Linked DNA regions of Mus musculus: regions 2 and 3 are each linked to region 1. The links are chromatin contacts, called in public HiChIP or PLAC-seq and promoter capture Hi-C maps. All regions are on one chromosome and are shown on one strand. Each heading gives the region's core, a stretch centred on a gene start, on an enhancer-like site or on the middle of the called end of the contact. The rest is flanking DNA. Distances are from core to core; before and after follow the strand shown.

The links. Promoter capture Hi-C pulls out the DNA fragments that hold promoters and counts their contacts. HiChIP or PLAC-seq counts read pairs in DNA pulled down with a chosen protein or histone mark.
Region 2: a contact with region 1 is called in a promoter capture Hi-C map of hippocampal neurons, with 4 times the contacts expected there. The contact joins the promoter of Myt1l here to the promoter of Sox11 in region 1. A contact is called at or near these places in 2 of 39 promoter capture datasets (hippocampal neurons and liver).
Region 3: a contact with region 1 is called in an H3K4me3 HiChIP or PLAC-seq map of embryonic stem cells, with 6 times the contacts expected there. The contact joins the promoter of Id2 here to the promoter of Sox11 in region 1. A contact is called at or near these places in 2 of 39 promoter capture datasets (embryonic stem cells and hippocampal neurons), 4 of 484 Hi-C or Micro-C datasets (cortical neurons, embryonic stem cells and palatal mesenchyme), 4 of 115 datasets of contacts at active chromatin or transcription factors (astrocytes, embryonic midbrain and embryonic stem cells) and 1 of 9 other capture datasets (embryonic stem cells).

The regions. Positions count from the first base shown.
Region 1 is chr12:27,341,427-27,344,274 of GRCm38.p6, forward strand. It overlaps Sox11 (SRY (sex determining region Y)-box 11), which reads right to left and starts at 1,292. Exons shown (of 1, transcript NM_009234.6): 1 at 1-1,292. The coding sequence starts at 982.
Region 2 is chr12:29,527,124-29,529,843 of GRCm38.p6, forward strand. It overlaps Myt1l (myelin transcription factor 1-like), which reads left to right and starts at 1,261. Exons shown (of 25, transcript NM_001093775.1): 1 at 1,261-1,673. Gm20208 (a long non-coding RNA gene) reads right to left here. Exons shown (of 4, transcript XR_381405.4): 2 at 943-1,117; 3 at 349-700; 4 at 1-11.
Region 3 is chr12:25,094,563-25,097,422 of GRCm38.p6, forward strand. It overlaps Id2 (inhibitor of DNA binding 2), which reads right to left and starts at 1,530. Exons shown (of 3, transcript NM_010496.3): 1 at 1,101-1,530; 2 at 749-812; 3 at 1-14. The coding sequence starts at 1,448. The coding sequence ends at 756.

The DNA of each region.
Region 1 (2,848 bases), core at 42-2,541:
CGCCCTGGGAGAAATTCAAGCTCAGGTCGAACATGAGGTCGTCTGCATCCTCGGCGCCGCTGCCGCTGCTGCTGCCGCTGGATGAGGAGGTGGACACGCAGCGGGAGGACGCGGGCGACAGCGCGGGAGGCGCGGGCGGAGGCTGCTGCTTGGTGATGTTCTTGAAGCTGTAGTAGAGCCGGCCGCCCGCGCGCACTTCGTCGTACAGGCTCGCGCCCTCGGGGGACTCGGCGGCACTGCTGAGCGTGGGGCTGGCGGGGACCTTGGCCACGCTGTAGCGCCTCAGCAGCTGAGGGGGTTGCTGCTGCGTCGGCGGCGGCAGCAGGTGCGAGTGCGCGGGCTCGTCGTCGTCGTCGTCAGCGTCCGGCTTGGGCCGTAGCTGCAGCTCGTCATCTTCGTCGTCGTCTTCATCGTCGTCGTCCAGGAAGACGCACTTGGCTGCCTTGCCCGCGGCGCAGTCCCCCGGCTGCGCCGCCTTGCCCGCGCCCGCCTTGCCCGCAGGCGCCTTGAGCTTGGCGCACTTCTTGCCGGGGCCCTTGGCTGCCTTGGCGCCCGCCGCGCTCTTGTCGGGGCTCTGGCCCGCGCTGGGCTTGGCCGCTGGGTCCGTCTTGGGCTTTTTGCGCGGCCGGTACTTGTAGTCGGGATAATCAGCCATGTGCTTGAGGCGCAGGCGCTCCGCCTCCCTGATGAACGGGATCTTCTCGCTGTCCTTCAGCATCTTCCAGCGCTTGCCCAGCCTCTTGGAGATCTCGGCGTTGTGCATGTCGGGCGACTGCTCCATGATCTTCCTGCGCTCGATCTTGGACCACACCATGAAGGCGTTCATGGGCCGTTTGATGTGGCCCGACGCCGTCTTGCACCAGTCCGGGTCGCTCTCGTCCAGGGCCACCGGGCTGCACGCCATGAACTCGCCCTCCTCGGTGTCCAGCGCGTCCCGGGGCAGGTTGCTCTCGGCTTCCGAGCTCTCGGCCTGCTGCACCATGGTCCGCGGCGGGGCTGGGCGCTCGGTCTCCTGCGCGGGCGCCCCTCCCCCTCCCGCCCCTCCACCTTCTCCGGCAAGTTGCAAAGTCCTTGGCCGCGCGCGTCCGCGGCTGCCCCCCTCCCCCCCGGCCCCGTTCCCTGCTGCGTCGGCGGCTGCGGCGGCGACCGGAGAGGAGGCGGCGGCGGCCCGGGACCCGCGCTCTCTCTCTCACTCGCTTGATTTCTCGCTCTCTCACTCCTGGCAGCCGCCGCAAGCGCCGGACCCCAAGCACTCCCAGGCGCGCGCGCTTCTTCTGCAAAAAGTTGAGGGCTCTCTCTCAACTCGTTATCAGGGTGTCATATGGGTGACATCACTACTCCCACCAGCCAATGGCTGGTCCCGACTCCGCCTATCTCCCGTTATTAACCACGGGCCCCACCTCCAGCCCCGCCTCCTGGCCAGTTTGCAAAGATGGGGGGCGGGGGGAGTTGTCTAGAAATATGTTATTTTTTCAAAAGAAATCCGCGAGTGCGCACAGCTGCGCGTGTCCCCCGGGCGGATGCAGGACGGAGCGAGAGACGCCAGCGCGGACTCAAGGGCGCGGGACGATGGACTGAACCCCAGTGCAGATGCACCCACCCGGGCACCGCGAGTGGGTGCCCCTGCTCATCCTGGGCGCGTCGCGCCCTAAACCCGCGCGCGATCGCGCTGCGCCGCTATCCAGCAGAAGGTGGCGCTTCGACACCGCGCGGCACCGTGCACGTGGGCTCATCCTCCGGTTCTTTTTCTCCCTCTTTCTAGAGCCCGGTCGCCGGGCCCTCCCTCCCCCCCTCCCCGCGCACCCGCAGGGTTTTGTCCCGTCTCTCCCCCTCTCGTTTTCCCTCCTGGATCGCGCGCATCTGCCGGTTCGGCTGGAGTAACGGTCTTCGGAGACCGCCGTGTCCGGGCGGCTCCGGAGCGGTTCGGAAAGGAGTTCACGGATTCAGGCCGGATCGGTGAAACAGCCCGGGACTCAGCATCGCCGCCCCTCCCCCACTTTCTACTCCATAGGCCTCCCCAACTCCCCGCGTCCCGCCTCCTCTGTCCATCACCTACGCCCTCCTCCCCTGCAGCTCGGTCCTGAAACCCTAGCTCTGCCTCCCAGCACGCACCTTCTGGGTCATTTGCTATTTTAACCCAACGGTACAAACCAAAGCTAAAATGAAGTGCACTCTCGTTTAAAGCGAAGATATTTCTTATTTGCCTGCTAAGGCTGCCGCTGGAGCGGTGGCTCCTGCCTACTGGTTTTGCCGGGCTCCTTGGAAACTCGCTTCTCTTTGTGTTGTCTCTTACCCACCTATGGCTCTTCTGAGGACAATGAAACGAAGCCTTTCTGCTTTCTGTTTAACGTGGCTGCTCACCCTGTTTTCCTCATACCTACCCACTGTCAGTTCTGGGGGCTGGTTCTTAAGATCTACAGCCCCTCACCCCACCCGGAGTTGCTCACCCGAGAAATCGGCCGCCCGGGACTAGTGGAATTATCTAAACATATTTCCTTTCAGGTTGGTGTACTGCACAGGGTACTACACTTCTCATCTCCCACACATCCCCACTCCGGACATAGAATGGTGCCAGGTCTTCATAGGCCATTTTATTTTTAAAAAGGGGGGAGGGGTCCCTGTATTTCACCCTTATCGTATTCACCCCAAAGAAAAGCACCGATCCAAGCACGTGTATTATTGAAGTTAACCTCAGTCTTAATAATGTTGGCATTTTATTTTAATGTTTAAGGCTATTGGAACCTAAAAAATTTACATACTGGTTAACCTGATGTCTGGAGATGTAGAAAAACCCATGTGGAGTGTAAAAATCCATCTTTGAGGCAAACCAGACATTCTCTCTTGTTTT
Region 2 (2,720 bases), core at 11-2,510, 2.2 Mb after region 1:
CTAGCTTTGGGCTGTGAGCCAAAGAGGCAAGCATTAGATGACCCCCTCCCCCCAGCTCTGTGGCTAAGGCTTGGGCTAGAAATCCCTGTTTTTGTCAACCTCCACATCACATCCAAGACTTAACCATCACTTTCCTCAGAAGAAAGACAACTAAGTTCAGTTTTAAAATAACAGCGTTGTCAGGCGGGCTGTCTGCATGTGAGCAGTGGAAAATTAGAATCGAGCAATCCGTCCCCCCACAACCCCCGTGGCACACACATGTGAAGCACACGCGCGCTCGCGCGCGCGCGCGTGCACACACACACACACACACGCGAGTAGCAGTCGGTTAAGAGGAAAGGGTGATACCTTTTTAAAAACCGAAAGGCAGTAAGCCATTATTAGCAAGAGCTATATTGAGCGTGCTTGTCAGACAGGCAACAAAGCCGAGCTCCAGTTCCGCCCAGACATGTGCCTTGCCATTTTCATTTTAATCAGCCTGCTCAGGATGGCTGCTGATTCATTTTGCAGGATGTCCCCCTGGGAGCCAAGGTGGAAGCCTCCGGCGGCGGGTGAGCTGCTCTTGCATCTAGGCAGGATGCAGCAGGGCACACAGAGGGGAGAGTGAGGAGGAGGCTAGCGGGAGGGGAGCTCACCCACAGGCTCACTCCACAGTTCAATATGGCTAGTTAGCCGGTCCTTCATGAAACCGTATCTGCTACTGCAGAAAATATAATGAAAGAAAGAGAAAAGAAAAGAAAAAACTGTCAAATTGTAGGATCGTCATTTCATTATCTAGCAACTACGCCCCCCCCCAACCCCACCCCTGGACATTAAGTGGCTTGGACTGCTGGTTATTCTCATGGTCAGCGTATACATAGATGCACACACACACACACACACACACACACACACACACACACACACACACACACACACACACACACACATACACATACATACCTGGTAACTAGCTGGGGTGGTATACCTGATTTAGCTGCAGACTTTGATTTGTAGGACTGACAACCTTATTATGCAGTGAGCTTATTATTGATATTATTCTGCTCTCGGTTGCCATGGCCACCTTGTGAGAGACATTCAATTTTCTCTCTTCCATCATCATTATCTATGAGGCCATCTGTTGTGGAAAATGAATTCAGCCTCATTTGCATGACTGATAAGCAATTTTTTTTTTATCTATTTAACAGAAGGTCATATGCCGGGGATTTGGAGCTCGTGAAAAAAAAAAGTGGAAAAAAAAAAAAGCCTAGGAGAGGATGAGTGGAGCTGCGTGCATTAGGGGCTGGCTGTGGAGGTAAAGCAGATCTCTTAGGCCCGCTAGCCTCTCCTGCTGCATGTGTCATTCCTGCCCGCGCGACATTTTCCCCCTAAGCTACTGCACACAAAACAGAGCGAGAAAGCTTCTCCCTGCAGTCTTCTTGGAGGCCTCCTGGTTTCTCACCCATTGTTGGTGGGTGTATTTCAATTTTTTGATTCCCTGGACTGTGGGTTATGAAATCAATGCTGCTGAAGACAAAAGCAACCTTCCCTGCCTCTCGGTGCTATGCGTGGTCCTCCTCGGCCTCCCACTTGTGGGGGAAAGGGTTTTCTCTTTCTTTCTGTGTGTTTTGAGCCAGCACAGTTACCAAAATTGAACTTGCCGTCACTTGTGAGCGGTGTGGTCATGGTGTGAGGTACGTGATGCTCGTTAGGTTAATTCTTTGGACTCAGGGGTCAGGATCTGTTTTTGCTGTAGCTCATGGCTTCTGCTGCAGACCTATTGTTCGTTCCTTTTTAAAGTTATTTTTATAGCGTGGCTGGTGGCTGAGAGGTTCCTGAGGTACAGGTCTTCAGTCCTCAGAAGCTGGTCTTTAGAGCAAAAATGGGTAATAGATTGCATGCCTGAACAATGATTTTTGTTTATAAAAAGAAATAAAAAAAAATGAGAAAACCGAAAAACTTACTGCATGTCTGGAGGTCGGTGATTTGGGCTGAAGTAACTTCCTGAGAGTGGCTAACTTCACTTTACAAACAAGGAGGGATTTTAAGCAAGGGCTGTGGGAATGTTAGCTACTCCTGAGGCACTGTTGTCTTGGTCTAATTATAGAAAGAAAGTTTGTTGATGTTTATAAAACTGATAAACTCAAATAAAGATTTTAAACAATAACCTCAATGTTTGAAGTTCATAAAAACAAAACAGCACCTAAGTTCTAGCAGAATATGGTTTTTTAAAAATCACCTCATAAGCAAAAAGTTGAGTCTTCACACTCTACTTTCCAGGTAGATCTGAATAAATAATAAATAATATAAATATTCACCTGAGTGTGAAATATACAAAATATACAGTAGAGTTTGACCAGAGCGTTAATTTAATCACGACAAATTTCTTATATCTTGAAACTATATATGCTATCAATCATGATGTTGTTAATTTAATTGGGATAAAGTGATTTGTTTAACAACTCTTTTGTTCAAGTGTTTATACTTTTTGCTAACACCACAAACAAAAGCTCCCATAACACTTTCACAAGCATGAGAGAGTCTTTCTAATTGTTTAACTTTATAAAAGAGATGCAGCTTTTGAAGTGAGAAAGTCAGGTATATTTTACATGTAGATAGACATGTTTACTCTAAAAATGGAAGTATTTTATTCAAAATTCCTTTTGAAAACAATATTATAAGATTAACTTTTAGTCTACCCCAAACTATGAACCCAAAGTACTAATGGTGCATTTTAAATA
Region 3 (2,860 bases), core at 280-2,779, 2.2 Mb before region 1:
AAGTCCCCAAATGCCTGCAAAAGATTGGGAGAGAAAGGCAGTTTAGGAGAATGTAACCTAAGGGCAGAGGCGGGCGAGCCTGGCGCCGAGGAAGCCACAGTTTGAGCATTTAACCAAACCCTGGCGTCCAGATGCGGCACACATACCCGGCCCCAGCAGCACAAATTAAACATGAAAATAGCGGAGACTCCAGGGGAAAACTTCCCAAACCCAGTCTCCTATTTGGATCTCTAACAGCCCGCTCACAGGCGCCAGTCTGCTTCTTGTAACAATTATTTGATTGAAAACAGCCCTTTAGTTAACAGATATGGAAATCTGGATCCCAGAGCACAGGGGTAAGGCTCGGGGTAGCCGTCTTCAGCTAGCCAGAGAAATCTCAGAGGACTACAGTTTTGGGAAAAGAGAATCACTATGGAATTTGTGGCGATAAGATTAATTACAGCTGAGGTTACCACCTCAGTGTACCGCCACTGGGCTCATAAAAGTCAGCCACACTTGGTCCTGACACCTTCATAGTAAGTTACTGGCATTTCTTTTCTTTCTTTTTTTTCTTTCTTTTCTGTTTTTGTAAAGGCAACTGTTCTGTAGTCCTGAGCAACCACAGCTACAAGCCCCTTCATGCCTATGTGGTAAGTCAAGCGGCACCCGTAACACAGTGAAGTAAGCATGCATTTACCAAACCAAACATTTAACAGACACACAAGCACATTACCGAAACGCGCACACAGGAGGCACCCGCAACACTCACCATTTATTTAGCCACAGAGTACTTTGCTATCATTCGACATAAGCTCAGAAGGGAATTCAGATGCCTGGGGAGAAAGAGGATAAAAGGCAGGATATTAGGTAATCTTAAAGGAAGGTAGCCCCCCTCCTCCTTTCACAAAAGTGCCAACAAGTCCCATGAAACAGGATCATGCTACAGCGCAGATCCAGATGCAACCCACACAGAACTTATAAGTAGCGATTTCACATGACGCTCAATATACAGTTTCCTCAAAAATAAAGTTAATGAACCTGTCTCTACGATGGGCTTTAAGAGTGACAGCTCGGGAGACCCGGAGCGTCTGGGCAGTGGCGTACTTGCAAGCTAGTCTCACCTGCAAGGACAGGATGCTGATGTCCGTGTTCAGGGTGGTCAGCGGCGTCCTGGACGCCTGGTTCTGTCCAGGTCTCTGGTGATGCAGGCTGACGATAGTGGGATGCGAGTCCAGGGCGATCTGCAGGTCCAAGATGTAATCGATGACGTGCTGCAGGATTTCCATCTTGGTCACCTTCTTGTTCTGGGGGATGCTGGGCACCAGTTCCTTGAGCTTGGAGTAGCAGTCGTTCATGTTGTAGAGCAGACTCATCGGGTCGTCCACCGGGGTTTTGCTCCGGGAGATGCCCAAGCTGTGGTCCGACAGGCTGTTTTTCCTAACGGACCTCACCGGACTGAAGGCTTTCATGCTGCTCGTAGGAGGAAGACCGGGAGGGAGCCGCCACAGGGGGCTGAGCTGACTGCGCGGCACCAGGCTCGGTTCAGAATGAAGCGCGAGCCGGGCGGGGCGTCTTTTATGTGCACTCGCCCTGGCCGCTCAATCGGGCATCCCTGAATTGCCATTGGTGGAAGGGCTCCCGTCCATCATACCAGGCGAATTCTCCCATTGGTGAGTATGAGCTCTCGGTTCTTCCGCGTTCGCAGCCAATGCCTGTAGGGTGGGAGGAGCGGGCGAGAGCCCAGCTGGGGTGGCAAATTGAGTACAGTGTGCGCTGGGCGCCCAGGGGGCCTGAGTGTGCAATTGTGCCCGCCTTATTCCAATTCCCAGAGCTGGCAGGACCCCTGCCCCGGGGGTGTGCCCGGAGCTAGCTATACCCGCCCCCAGGACTTCCAGCAGCCCCACTCTCTCCGCACAGCAGACGGGAAGTCACAGGTCGCTAGCGTTAGGGAAGACAGCGACCGTGGCAGAAGGGAAAAGAAGCGCGCTTTTGGGAAGTCACATTTGTAGTGTTCCTTCTTTTAAGATAAAGGAAAGCTATTTGGGGAGGGGGGGGGAACCTACCCACATACACGTCCACGACAGGTTTAGCGTGAAGCTTTGCAACTTGGAGCAACGCGGGAGGCCTTCTCGGAAACTCAGTGACACGAATTGTAGGAACACTGTGCGGTCTCCCTCAGACCGCAGAGGAGCCCCGAGGGACCCGGTGCATTCGGAACTCCCCCCACCCCCAAGAATGAGGCAGGGTTACTATAATGACTCCATTAATCGAAGGTCATTAGTGGGGTTTGCACACTGGAACTACATTTACATACACTGCCCTTGGTCTGTGCCCTTCAGTGTAGGTGGCAAAGTGATGCGATTAATTATGCACAAATCGTGATTTCTGGTGTCACATTCCAACACTTAGAGCTCTTGGGAAGCTCTTTGTCAGGTAGGTGGTCCTAGCTATTGACTGACAGCTTATCGCTGTTTTTAAAAGAAAATTCTGTTACGTACGAGGTTTGGAATCTTTCAGCACCCTTCCTAGATGCAGCCACATTTTGAAAAAGTTTAGAGCTCTTGACTCCAATGCTTTAATTCTGAATTCTTGTTTTGCTGAAGACTACCATATATTAGTCGTGTATTAAAGGAAAAAAAATATTTATGTTAAGCCCAAGAAAGGGTTTTTGGTCTGAATCCCCCACATCCTCTGAATGCAATAAAGAGGAAGAATGCAGAATCCAGGCAAAGCTCTGTGTGGAGAAACAGTATTTTCCCTTCAATTAATGATTAATTCCTCAGCTGGTGGGCCAGGCGGTCTCTGACCTCCACGTGACAGCCATGTGCCCCAGGGCTTCTCTCTAAGGAGGCAGAGTCCGGTGATGTAGAGGCGGTAAAAT